Regions from separate parts of the Mus musculus genome. Here region 1 is linked to region 2. A link is a contact called in public Hi-C data. All regions are on one chromosome and are shown on one strand. Each heading gives the region's core, a stretch centred on a gene start, on an enhancer-like site or on the middle of the called end of the contact. The rest is flanking DNA. Distances are from core to core; before and after follow the strand shown.

Region 1 (6,257 bases), core at 3,018-5,517, 34 kb before region 2:
ACTACTATAACAAAATGCCACAAACTGGATAGCTTAAAATGATAGAAGGTTATGGTATTACATTGAAACTAGAAGCCAAGTTATGAACAGACCATATTCTTCCCTGTAAGCCATAGGGAATATTAAATTCTGTGTGCTTTTCCTGGTTTCCGACATTACTGGAAATCTCCATCACTCTGACCGCTGCCCCCATCATCGTGTGGCTTTCTCCCTGTAAACATGCCACTGTGCCTCAGCTCCTCTTGAAGGGCAGGAGCCACGTGGGGGTGCATCTTACTCCTTAATATCCGCATTTTAACAAATTACATATGCAACAACCCTTTTGCCAAATAAGGCCACACTCAAACCTCAAGGAAATGTGTGGACACTGAGATCCAATCTAATCAAGGGCCTTGGATTTAGCCCCTGCCTCAGCGACCAGTTAGCTGTGTAATCTCAAGCAAGCTGCTGGCTCTGCCGGAGCAGGTCTTTTCTGTCAATCAATGAGGGCAAGAATATTATCCCTACGGGCATTCTGTAAAGATCATGAAAGGACTTAGTGTGTGCCTGGTACACACACTAAATTATTTCTACAATGTTTCTATAGAAAAAGAGTACGTGCTAACAAATATAAGGGGAGAGGGAAAAGTCATATAGATTTGAAACACAATATGCCATTTAAGGAGAAGTCAAGGAGCAGAGTGCCATTCTTTTGTCTCTCATGTTACACTCAGTGCCTAGTGAAGCAGCCAACTCAGCTCAGGCACAGGGCTGTGGTCACCTATTGCTTAGTGATGCAAGCCACCTATTCCAGCCACATGTTAAAAGCTCAGAAGACATACACTGTGTTTTCTAAAACTACTTGTCTAGTCCAAAAGTGTGTTGCTTTCTTTTCCATTCGTTTTCCTTCATTGTGCAAGCCAGATGTTCTAGAGTAAAAAAAAAAAAATCATTTTAACTCCATCTCAAATATGCCCAAATCTTTCTGTTAGCAAGAGGGAGATGTAAGGCCTATTTGTCAGAATGGAGTTGTCTTGTCCGCCTAACTGAACTTCATTTAGGTTGGGCATGGATTTGGAGGTAAGTTATATCCGGAGGCTGTGATTAACTTCCCAGGAGAACTAGCAGTCAGTTTTCTCCTTTTCGTGATCAAATATCTGACAAGAAGCAAACTAAGGGTGGGGTGATGCACTTTGACTCATAATTTAGGGACTATAGTCTATCGTGGCAAGGAGGGGTGGCAGCAAAAGGCTGCCTGCTCACATCTCAGTGGATCTGGAAACAGAAATCCTCTCTTCATTCAGTCCAGGACCCCTTCCTATGGGTTACTGCCATCCAAATTTAGAATCTCTCCACCTCAGTTAGTTCTCTCTTGGCCCTGATCCTTGGAATCAGTAAACCTACCCAAGATCTGCCCCCTAATAAACCTGCCTTTATATACTTTAATCAGGCTTGAATTGGCTCATTTCTCCAGTGCAGAATAACTTATCAGTAACCCTGGCTCCATGTGAAACAGAGATATCTATGAAATAGTCTTCTGAAAACATTTAACCTTTAAAAAACGTCTAAGCTAAATTTTCCAGGTAATAAAATGTGGTCATTTATTTAGCCACTCATCTTTCAATGGACATTTGGAGTTCTAGTATTTGACAACTATTAACAAAGACTTTATGTATTTTTTCAGGACAACTCTTTACTTTTAATATAGTAACATGATTTTGGATACCGCAGCTTACCCCTCTCTCTTATCATTATATTCCTCTGGCATAGTTGCAGACTGAGCTTTGGCAGGCGAAGACTGATTGGGCCTTTGTGCTAACTTCACATATTATGCTGTTCTTTAGTTACTCTGAAATGCATCCACTGTCAAAGAAGGCAAACTAGCACAACTTACCTAGAGATCTAACTGGTTCACTTTGCCTTGCTTCTGACGCCCTTTCCTCTACCACAAGTTCTTGAATTACTTCCGATTGTTCCTCGGGTAGACCTTGATCCTGCTTGTCAATTTGAAAGGTCCAAAAGGTTTGGACTAGAAAGCAGATCAAGAGGCATGAGAGCCAGCAATACACAAGGAATGTGGCTTCACTTAGGGCTGAGAAGGTGTGGGAGGGGAGAAAGCCAGTGAAATAAATTACAGCAAATCCAAAGGAAAACATCCGAACAGAAAGTGCACTAAGAACAGACTGTGGCAGTAATGCCTTGGCCTTGAGAATCTGGTTGGCACAGCAACAGCTTAAGGACCTTGGCAGCAGGCAGAGCAACTACAGTGTGTTTTAAATGAACAGAGAACCACAGCCCAGGAGACTATTTTAGCTTTAGAAATGTCAGAAGGCAAACCAAAGGATTATCTAGAAATAAAAGTAGTGAAAGCTTAAGATCTTAGAGGTCAAAGTCTGCCTTTGTGAAAGGGAAAAGAGGGATGCACCCTAGAAGCTAGCCCTAAGTCTAAAAGCAACGCATGTGTACCTACAGATCACTGTATCGGTTCTTTGTTAAAATATTATAAGGATATTTATTACATATTTATTTAAATGTATTTATGTACATTTAATGTCAAAAATGATGTTTTGGTATAAATTAAGGAAAATAATATATTTTCCTGTTATTATATCTAGAAAGGGTAACTCTGAGACTTAATGAAAAATAAAGGAAAATATAAAATTATAAACTTTCCCACAAGGAAACCCAAATTCAGAAAGTTTTTAAGGTGCTCTCTGAAAACCACCAAACGTCACAATATTCAGATCATTGGCAGATGTAGTAGAGCACACCTGTAATCCCGGAACTTGAGAGGTGGAGTCAGGAGAATCAGAAAGGAGTTCAGAGACATCTCAGCCACATAACAAGTTTAAGACAAGCCTGAGCATGGCTGCACAAGTCTCAATTCTAGCACTCAGGAAGCAGAAGCAGACAGATCCTATCTGTGAGTTTGAAGTCTGGGCTGGATGTTCTAGGCCACTGAGGGCCATATAATGAGACCCTGTCTTTTTAAAATCAATAATAATGATGGTGGTGGTGGTGATAAAAAACAATAAAAGCAGACTACCCAGCTTCCCTGCATATCTAAACAGTCAGAAAGAAGGCCTGCAATAGGGCTCAGTGGCTATGAGCTTTTCCTGTCAAGCCAGATAACCTAAGTTAATTCCTGGAACCCACAAGGTAGATGGAGCAAAGAAACATGTGCAAGTTGTCCTCTGACCTTCACACATGTACTGTGGTATATATAGTCATAGACACACACACACAGAGACACACACAGAGACACACACAGAGACACACACACAAGCACACACATAGACACACACACACACACACACACACACACACACACACACACACTCACTCAGTAAAGCCGGATTTCAAGGTCTATGAGTCAGCTCTGACTTGAATGAAGGAATGATGCACATATCTCCCAGAAGAAATTACCCTGCATATGAATGTGAAAATGGTTAAAGTTTTTTTTTTTCAGAATGTTGAATGCTTTCAGTAGGTCATGAATTTATTTATTTGTGGCTCTCACTATGAGAAGGCAAAACCTGAAGAACTGTCTTAAGAAAACTAATGTCTTATATGTTCGGTTTCGAGCCTGATGTTTAACAGCTGAGACATTTCCGTGGTGCATGCTTTTAATCCTAGCACTCAGGAGGCAAAAGCAGGTAGATCTCTGTATTTGAGGCCAGCCTGGTCTGTGGAAGGAAATCCAGGACAGCCGCGACTACATAGAGAGACCTTGTCTCAGGAAAAAAAGAATAAGAAGAGGAGGAGGAGGAGGAGGGAGAGGAAGAGGAGACAGACAGACAGAGGAGGGGGAGGGGGAGGAGAAGGGAGGGGGACGGGGAAGGGAGGGGGAGGGAGAGGGAGAGGGAGAGGGGGAGGGAGAGGGAAAGAGAGAGGGAAAGAGAGAGGGAGAGACTAATGTTTAGAGCTAGTCGTGGTCATTCCAGTACTACCCAAGAGACAGAGGCAGTAGGACCAGTGCAAGTCAATCCCTTGCCAACCTGGGCTACTTGAGTTCCCTGTCAGCATGGGGCTACATAGCAAGACTCCAACTCAAAAACCACAATAACAACAAATTAAGACTACGAAAAACAAAATTAACCTGAAAGTAGTGCTGGCCTTTCACAGGTAGAAGGAAAAAAACAGGGAACCTTAAATAAATACGGGCAAAAGAAGAGAAAAAGCATTTCAAATCATGTTCTACTATTGGCGCTTTTGTAGCTCAGTAGTCCTCAGCCACATCCTGTTTCCCCAAACCCTGCTTTCTTTATCTTCTCAAATCTTCTAGGGCTTGGATAACCTGTAGTACAGCATTCTTTTGGCTAAAGGCAAACAACCACTTTAGTTCAGGAATGTGTTGTGAGTACTCTACGTGCTAGGTAAGGTGTGTAGGGACAATCAATGGACTTCTTTTAACCAGCAGGTTTTGGTGAACTCAACAATATTGAGCATTGCTAGGTGGTGGTGGCACATACCTTTAATCTCAGTTCTTGGGAGACAGAGGCAGGTGGATCTCTGTGAGATCGAGGCCAGCCTGGTCTACAGAGTGAGTTCCAGGACAGCCAGGGCTACACAGAGAACCCTGTCTCAAAACAAAACAAAATAAAACACAAGAACAAATAATGTCTAGCCATCACCACAGGACAGATATTCGTGGGGACACAGATGCACAGAGATAAGTAGGTGATGGAGACTATAAGGAATGCTGAACCATGACTTTTACATGGAAAGAAGCAAGTTGTAGATTTGAGCTATCCTCTCAGAAGAGGAAATCCATTCAGTTCATAAGAATGCATGAGTCAAAGACATGAGTCAGAGTCATATGTATGGTGGCATATCCCTGGAATACCAGCATTTAGGATGCAGTCGCAAGAGGATGCCTATAAGTATGAAGAAGCTAGCCTGAAATTTATACTGAGTTCCTGGCAAAGCAGGGTTACAAGCAACAACAACAAAAAAGGAAATTTTTCTTTAAATATGTAAGTCAGGTTGGCCAAAGGTTTGGCCCCCATAGAATCATGACTTTGAATGCTTGGCCCATGGACACTGGCACTATCAGAAGATGTGGCCTTGTTAAAGTAGGTGTGGCCTTATTGGAGGAAGTGTGTCACTGTGGAGGTGGGTTTTGAGGTCTTATATGCTTAAGCTGTGCCCAGCATGGAATTGCAGTTTCCTCCTGGCAGCCTGAGGAAGACTATCCCCTTCTACTGCCCGTGGATCAAGATGTAGAACTCTTAGCTCCTCCTACACCATGTCTGCCTGCACATTGCCATGCTTCTCACCATGATAATAGTGGACTAAACCTCAGGACCTGTGAGCCAGCCCCAATTGTTTGCCTTTATAAGAGTTGCCTTGGTCATGATGTCTCCTCACAGCAATGAAACCCTAAAAGAGTGGGTAATGTGGTAAAGAGGAGGCCCTTACAAATCAGGCAGTATACACCAGGTGGTATGAGGCTCCTAACACATATACAGCAGAGGACTGCCGGGTCTGGACTCAGTCAGAGAAGAAGCACCTAACCTTCAAGAGACTTGAGGCCCCTGGGAGTGGGGAGATCTGGAGGTGGGGGTGGGGGAACATCCTTGTGGAGATGGCAGGGAGGAGGTTTGGGATGTGGAAAAGTCAGAGGGTAGACCGAGAGGGAGGGTAAAATCTGGACTGTGAAAAAAGACTAAATAAAAAAAATTAAAAAGGAGGCCCTTAAGGGAAGATTAATGAAAAAGACTACCTCAAAAAATATCTAAATTCTACAAGACAAGACAGGAGTCTGTTCCAACCAGCAATCCATGACCAAAACTTAAGATCTGAGACTCCATATGGAGTAATCTCCTATCTATATCCCACGTCCTTATGAAGACATCTGAGCATATCATACAGCTTCCTTCTTCTAAACAGATGTTAATGTTTGAAAAAGAAACCACAACTTCCTCATACCTGAACACTCTCTCAAGAAAGGGTTAGTGGAGTGAAGGACTCACATGTCTTAGGCAATACTGATTAATGGGTTGTTGGTCTGTCTTCAGGCACTTTCCTCAGTGGCAAAATACTTGAGTGTGACAAAGGTTAAATCTGAAAAGTCCATATTTGGGAATAAGGGATACTGTGACAGGAAACAGGCTGCCCTGTGACCTTTGTCTGCACACCAGCTGCAGCTTCCCATGATAAGCAGTGCACATTGCTAGCATCTCTGTCCTCCTTAGGTCATTGCTGGAGCTTCCGCCTTCCCTCCTCTGGTTCCAATCACTGTTCTGTCCTGTGAGAAGCTGCCCCGCGGGTACTTG
Region 2 (6,200 bases), core at 2,191-4,690:
ACTAACGATTTTCATTGCTATTAGGAGAAATTCGAAATCTGCAATAAAAACTACATGCTAGCTTGTTGATTCATTTAAAACTATTGATTTGGTGATTGTTAGTATTTTAGGCTGGGGAGATTCTGCTGTGAAGGGGTGGAGCCAAGCGCAGTTCCCATGGTGTTTACTCTCAGAGGGGTAGGAGGCAGCAAGCCGGAAGACTGATAGATTATAAACATACAAATAAAATCAATATACAAGCAAATGGCCCAATTAAATTCTAATGTGTGAAGAAAATAAAACAGAATCTTTGTTGGACAAAACCGTCTAGTGCTTCAGCACCCCAGGCTCCATTTTCTCATCCCAGGGAATGTAAATAAGGCTGTTCAGTCTCTCCCAGTTCTTCCCTCATTTTCCAGAACCACCCTTTCAGGTCTCAGGCACAAATGGCAGCTGTTCTTGGTACTTCCGTTGGTACACTCTTCTCCTATGTTCTTTACGTTAATATTGGTTCAATGACTGTCTTGCCTACAGAGCGGGTCTTGTGATGATAGCTACTGATAGATCTAAACAGTCGTCAGCAGATCACTGAAATGAACTCGAGGAGAGTTTTTCCCCCCAGCTGTTTCATTGTCACGTGAGACACATAAGTAGGCTGAATGGGAACTAAATATTCAATAGTGTTTGCTTGGATGGTTCTAGAGTGTACTCAAATGGCATCATGGGCTGCATGATGTGAATAATTTCCTTAATACCTGAAGCAGCTGTGTGTTTATGAACAAGCATGGGAACATAGGTCTTCGGAAACAGAGGCAAGGTGTGTATTTGGACCATAGAAAGAACAAATGGATAGGAACTCTTTTTCTTTTCTTGTTTTACATTCTTACTGCTTTTACTTACTGAATGAAAAAGACTGTCCTCCTTGCTAAAATCTATTAAATACATGGACACTGTGAAATCTCTAAGACAATACAGAAAAAGATAAAGAAGGTTAAACGGCTAATAATGATTATACTTTACTTGCATGTATGCCCACATAGACTTGTAGGGGTTGGGCATTTAGCTTAGTGGTCAAGTGCATCCCAAGTACATCCTTAGTACTGGGGAAAAACCACAAATCAATCTCTCTCTCTCTCCCTCCCTCCCTCCCCCCAAGGAATGTAGACTTCTATCTAGAGTATAGATATATTTATTTTTTTAAGCTTTGGCCTCTGCTGGCATTCTGGCCCTGAATTCAATCCCTGAGACAGCCCACAAAGTGGGTGGAAAGTAAGAACGTTTGAGCAACATAGCAGGCTCAAACATACACGCAAAAAGTGTAATTTATAAATTAAAACATTCTATATAATGTCTAGTATTTTTTTTAAAGACAGAGTCTCACTCTAGCCCAGGCTGGCCTGGAACACACTAGGTAGCCCAGACTGGCCTTGAATGAGTTACAATCCTGCTTGATCCTCTTAGGTACTTTGATAACAGGCAAACACTGTGGTGCCCAGCTACACTGGGGCTTTTGACACACATTACCAGATTGTCTTTTAAAAGTTACATGACCTTTGAGCAGGGAAGAGTGAAGAAGGTTTGAAATACCAGTACGAATACTTGGGAAGTAGAAGCTTGACTGTAGATTCAAGGCCAGCCTGGGTCTCATAGACAGACTCTCCATTTTAAAATTTAGTCTCACACTTTAATCTCAGGCTGGTCTGGAATTTATTATGTAGCCCAAGTTGGCCTCCAACTCTCAGCAACCCTCCTGTCTCAGCTTCCCCAGTTCTTGGGTTTTTAGTGTGTGTGTGTGTTTTTGGTTTTTGGAGACAGGGTTTCTCTGTGTAGCCCTGGATGTCCTGGAACTCACTCTGTAGACCAGGCTCGAACTCAGAAATCCACCTGCCTCTGCCTCCCAAGTGCTGGGATTAAAGACGTGCGCCACCACTGCCCGGCGTGTTCTTTTTTTTTTTTTTTAAAGATTTATTTATTTTATGTATGTGATTACACTGTCGCGGTCTACAGACACAGCAGATGAGAGCATCGGATCACATGGCAGACGGTTGGGAGCCACCACGTGGTTGCTGAGAATTGAACTCAGCGCCTCTGGAAAAACAGTCTGTGTGCTTAACCGCTGACTCATCTCTCCAGCTCTTTACCGCGTTCTTAACCGGTGAGATAAACTAAGTGCTTTACAGAAAATTACGTAGGTAATGGAGAAGGTTAAATAGAGTGGTCACGGGTTTCTCTAGGAGGTGAGGTGAGGCCTAGACGATCCATGTAAAAAATATGAAAAGAAAAATATTATAGTGTAGTTTATGTGTGTGCCTTTTTTTTGTTTTTTGTTTTTGTTTTTCGAGACAGGGTTTCTCTGTGTAGCCCTGGCTGTCGTAGAACTCACTCAGTATACCAGGCTGGCCTTAAACTTACACAGAGATCTGCCTGCCTCTGCCTCCTGAGTACTGGCGTTAAAGGCGAGCCACCGTCGACCAGCTTCCAGCTTCCAGCCCAGTTTAAGCAACTGATGTAGCAATAAGTTAGGTTCGTTGGAACAACAGTAAAAAAGTTAGTCTACCTGTTCTTTTATCAGAAAACAGAAAAATAGGGTGGGAACACAGAGACGTACTTTAAAACGGGGTGGGGGCGGTTGGGTTCTTATTCCCTTTAACTGAACAATGGGAACTGAAAGGTGTATGGCGCATTCCCTCTGGTCCTTTCTTTAGGCTTTAGCATCCAATAGACGCTTCCTTAACCGCCCTTTTCGAATTCCCCCACTATCACTTTTTCCCATCCATTTACAAATCGCCACACCCTTTTAAAGTACTCTAGTTAGAGCCTCGAGGAGGCCTTCCCCACCACTTTTTAACATTGCAAATTCACTTTTGTCCCCACGTTTTATGCCTCCACCCACTTCCTCACTTTTAATCTCTAGTATTTAGCAACAAATTGTTTTATAAGTGTGTTCACCCTAGATTACCAAATCCCTTAAGGACTGAGAATTCTTGGACTATTTCAACTTAATTTATGGTTCAACTTCCTCAACATCTACAGCTGTGCTTGAGCTACAGTTGGCATTCGATAAATACATGTTGAATAAAAGGTTGGCTGCCGTCTACACTAGTCTGGACTGTATGGATCAATGCCAGTTACACCGATACTACATTCTTGTTCTCTGTGAAGGGCTTCAAGCGGCCCGACTGTGACGTCCTTCAGCTTTCAAAATGGGAAAGCGAAGGTTCCCACAATTCTCAGAACGCGAATTTCTCGCTACAACTCAAAATGGCGAAGGAGGGTGGGGCCTGTCACATGGTGGGCGTCCCAGTAGCATTTTTTTCCCGACCCGCCGCCCGTCTGGGCGGGTAGTCTGTCCGGCCCCTCCTCTGCCCACCAGGCCTTTTCGAGGGCTCAACTGGGATTGGCTGGCCAGCAGTCTGGGCGGGGGCCTGTGAAGCTGGGAGCGCAGCATCACTTCCTGTTGTGGGCAGTCATTTCCTGTCAGTGCTAGGTAACAATGGGGAAGATAATGGCTGATTGAGCTACGTCTCCGAGCTGGCGCTGTTCTAGAGGCGGGTCTCTTGCCCGGGTTTAGAGGCGGGTTAGAACGCGGCGGCAGCGGCAGCACAGTAGCGCAGCGGAGGTCCCAGTGGCGGCGGCGGAGCCCAGTTGAGTTCCCTCCTGGCCGAAACACCGTGTAAGTGAAGGTACGGGCACCCCGAGAAATGGGATGTCGGACTGGAGGCAGGCAGGGGCCGCGGCCCTCAAAATGGCCCGAGTTGGCCAGCCGCGGCCGAGACACCCACTACGGCCTCCGGACCTGGGCTCCCGGCTGTGGGGGGCTCCGTGGCGTAGTCGCCGCTGCCATTTTAGTTGGGTGGCGTGTGTCGGCCCCGCTCGTGGAAGAAGGGGAAGGAGTCGGGCAGGACTTCCTCTCCCAGGCCGTGGAGTCGGGGCCCGGCCCTCCCGAGCTAAGAACGAACGCCGGGGAGGCGATCCTGGACTCCGGGCCTCAGGCGTGAGGATGGCTCCAGTGCTTCTTACTAAGAGGTTCCCCCCACCCCCCATCGTCGTCGCCCCGCGTTGCGTATCGGGCTAGGGTTTGGGGAAGTGGGGTGGAGGTGCTCTTAATTCGGATGTTGGGAACTCTTGAACCTTCAGATTTTCACAGGATTCGCAGAGCCTCATTTTGAACGCTTCTGTAGGGCATGACCAGTTTGTTAACCTCTGGGGCTACGGTGACAGTCTTCCGGGAGGATCGGAGACAAACGTGGTTTGCTTCCCTGCACCTTTAGCCCTAAGTGTATCCTTGGCCAGATTTTACTAGAAGGGTTTTCCTCCTCACAAGAAAAAAAAAATTAAAAAAACGGAGGGAAAAGACGTTGCGGGTTGTTTTCCCTGGTAAGTGTGGGAATTGAGCCAGACTATTTTCAAGTTAATTTCCGTGTGATCTGCCAGCAGCCCTACCCCTCCCCCACTCAGAAAAAAACCCCTAAGGGTCTCTGCTTCTGCGGGCGGGCGGTACCTGCCACGTACGCCATAGCTTAGTAACTAGTATTAACCGGTTGGGCTTCTGCTTCCTGAATACTCAGTCCCTTTCCCCCTTCTGCTGATTAATTTCAAGATGGAGGAGACAGCCACGTTCTTTTCCTGGACAGTTTCACCATACTTATTCCACAGGTTCGTTTGGCATCTGAGGCCTAGGAGACTAGTTATTTAGGTCATTTTTTTCCTCTTTTGGAGGGGAAAGGGATTTTATATCAGATTCTCATGGGCTCCTGGCAGGCCCCACTGTATATATGTTTTTTTTTCCTAGAAATAAGTTGCTTACATTTCTTGACTTGTAATTAGCCACCGTGCGTTTGAATGATTGAAGACAGAAAGAATAGGAAGTGTAGTCCTAATCATTTCTTTGATTCTTTATAATTAGGAGGCAGGCACAATTACAGGTCCACCTTTTCCTCAAATCAGTTTCTGAAATACAGGTTAAGGATCTAAAAGGACCAACCCAAGCACCCTTTAAGATAACTATTTAAGGGCAAACAATCATGCTGAAAAGGTCACAAATATCTCTTAGCTTAAAATGTCCTGATGATTTTTATTATTTTAATTTCTGCCTTAGGCTACTGTGGTATGCCAAATAAGTTCTTGAAAGTGGCTCGTAGAACTTGAAAATAATTATTAGTCTGATAAGGAAAAGCCTATTTTAAACAAGCTAATATTAAAAGGTAGATTGCCTCTTGGCCTTTAAAGGAAATCTTTTATCTAACTCCTGGTTCCTTCTGACCTTGGTTGTCCAAATATACTAATACTAACATTAAGTTAGGTTGGGTTATGATATATATAACCAAAATGTGTTTTTAAGAATTTGTTGTATTTCAAAGAAAATACGGATTTTGTAATAGGAAGAATAATGAATGCTTTTTTTTTTCTAGAGCTGAGTGAAGAAGACTAAAATCCAGTTTATTGGATTTCAATACTATGTCCTAAAAGACAGGTAATTATTTTTGTGTTGTCTCCTGGTGATTTATAATAATAGAATGCATTTTACAAATATACGTTCTATTCTACAGTCATGTGGTTGGATGGATTCATTGGTGTTGGCTATTCATAATGGGTACTTTCTACTGTGAATTCAAAGGGTACCTTTTCAGTACCTGAAAGTGCTTTATCTGTGGCATCTGTCTGCCTGCCTGTCTGTCTATCTATCTATCTATCTATCTATCATGCTCTTTTTCAAGACAGTCTCTCTTTGTAATCCTGGAACTAGTTCTATAGATCGGCAGGCCTGGAACTTAGAGATCCACTTGGTCTGCCTCCTGAGTGCTAAGATTAGAGGTGTGCGCTGAAAGAAAGAAAAAAGTATGCTGTTTTTAAGATGTTGTTAGAGACCTGGGTATAAGAAGTTGTTTTTAAATGTTCAGTGAATAAATGAAATAGCAATAGAATATGTGTTACTTTCTGTGCCATAATTTTCTTTTCCTCTTCAAGATTCAAGAAGTCATGTTGGTATGTATTACTCTAATTGGAATTAATTTTTTCATTATTATTAACATTGTAAGATAAATATATAAATTACTTGTGCTAACCAGTACACTTAATAAGAAAGCAAATGCAAACTTAGATTGTCCTAAGCCAACTGGTTATGGTTTTGAAGCACTTATTTTATCTCAGGTCTGTCTCAACACTGAAGGCACCAAACTCACCTCTATACCTGTTGGTTCTCCAGTTACCAGAAAGCTAGT

What was found. Hi-C and Micro-C count contacts between places; a contact is called where the count stands out from the background.
Region 1: a Hi-C map of granulosa cells shows a contact between it and region 2, with 2.3 times the contacts expected there. The contact joins the enhancer-like site here to the promoter of Rlim in region 2. A contact is called at or near these places in 2 of 39 promoter capture datasets (embryonic stem cells and stem cell-derived epiblast-like cells), 3 of 484 Hi-C or Micro-C datasets (Sertoli cells, granulosa cells and ventricular fibroblasts) and 4 of 115 datasets of contacts at active chromatin or transcription factors (embryonic fibroblasts, embryonic stem cells and trophoblast stem cells).

Annotation. Positions count from the first base shown.
Region 1 is chrX:104,013,316-104,019,572 of GRCm38.p6, reverse strand. No RefSeq gene overlaps it. Among named protein-coding and RNA genes, the nearest start is that of Gm23378, 15 kb to the right of the region's middle. Within about 2 kb of position 4,267, at least 28 of the 459 cell types and tissues checked have an H3K27ac peak or open chromatin away from gene starts, as enhancers often do. A contact at or near this core is called in granulosa cells and trophoblast stem cells, where this site is marked.
Region 2 is chrX:103,978,525-103,984,724 of GRCm38.p6, reverse strand. Rlim (ring finger protein, LIM domain interacting) reads left to right here and starts at 3,440. Exons shown (of 5, transcript NM_011276.4): 1 at 3,440-3,662; 2 at 5,391-5,452.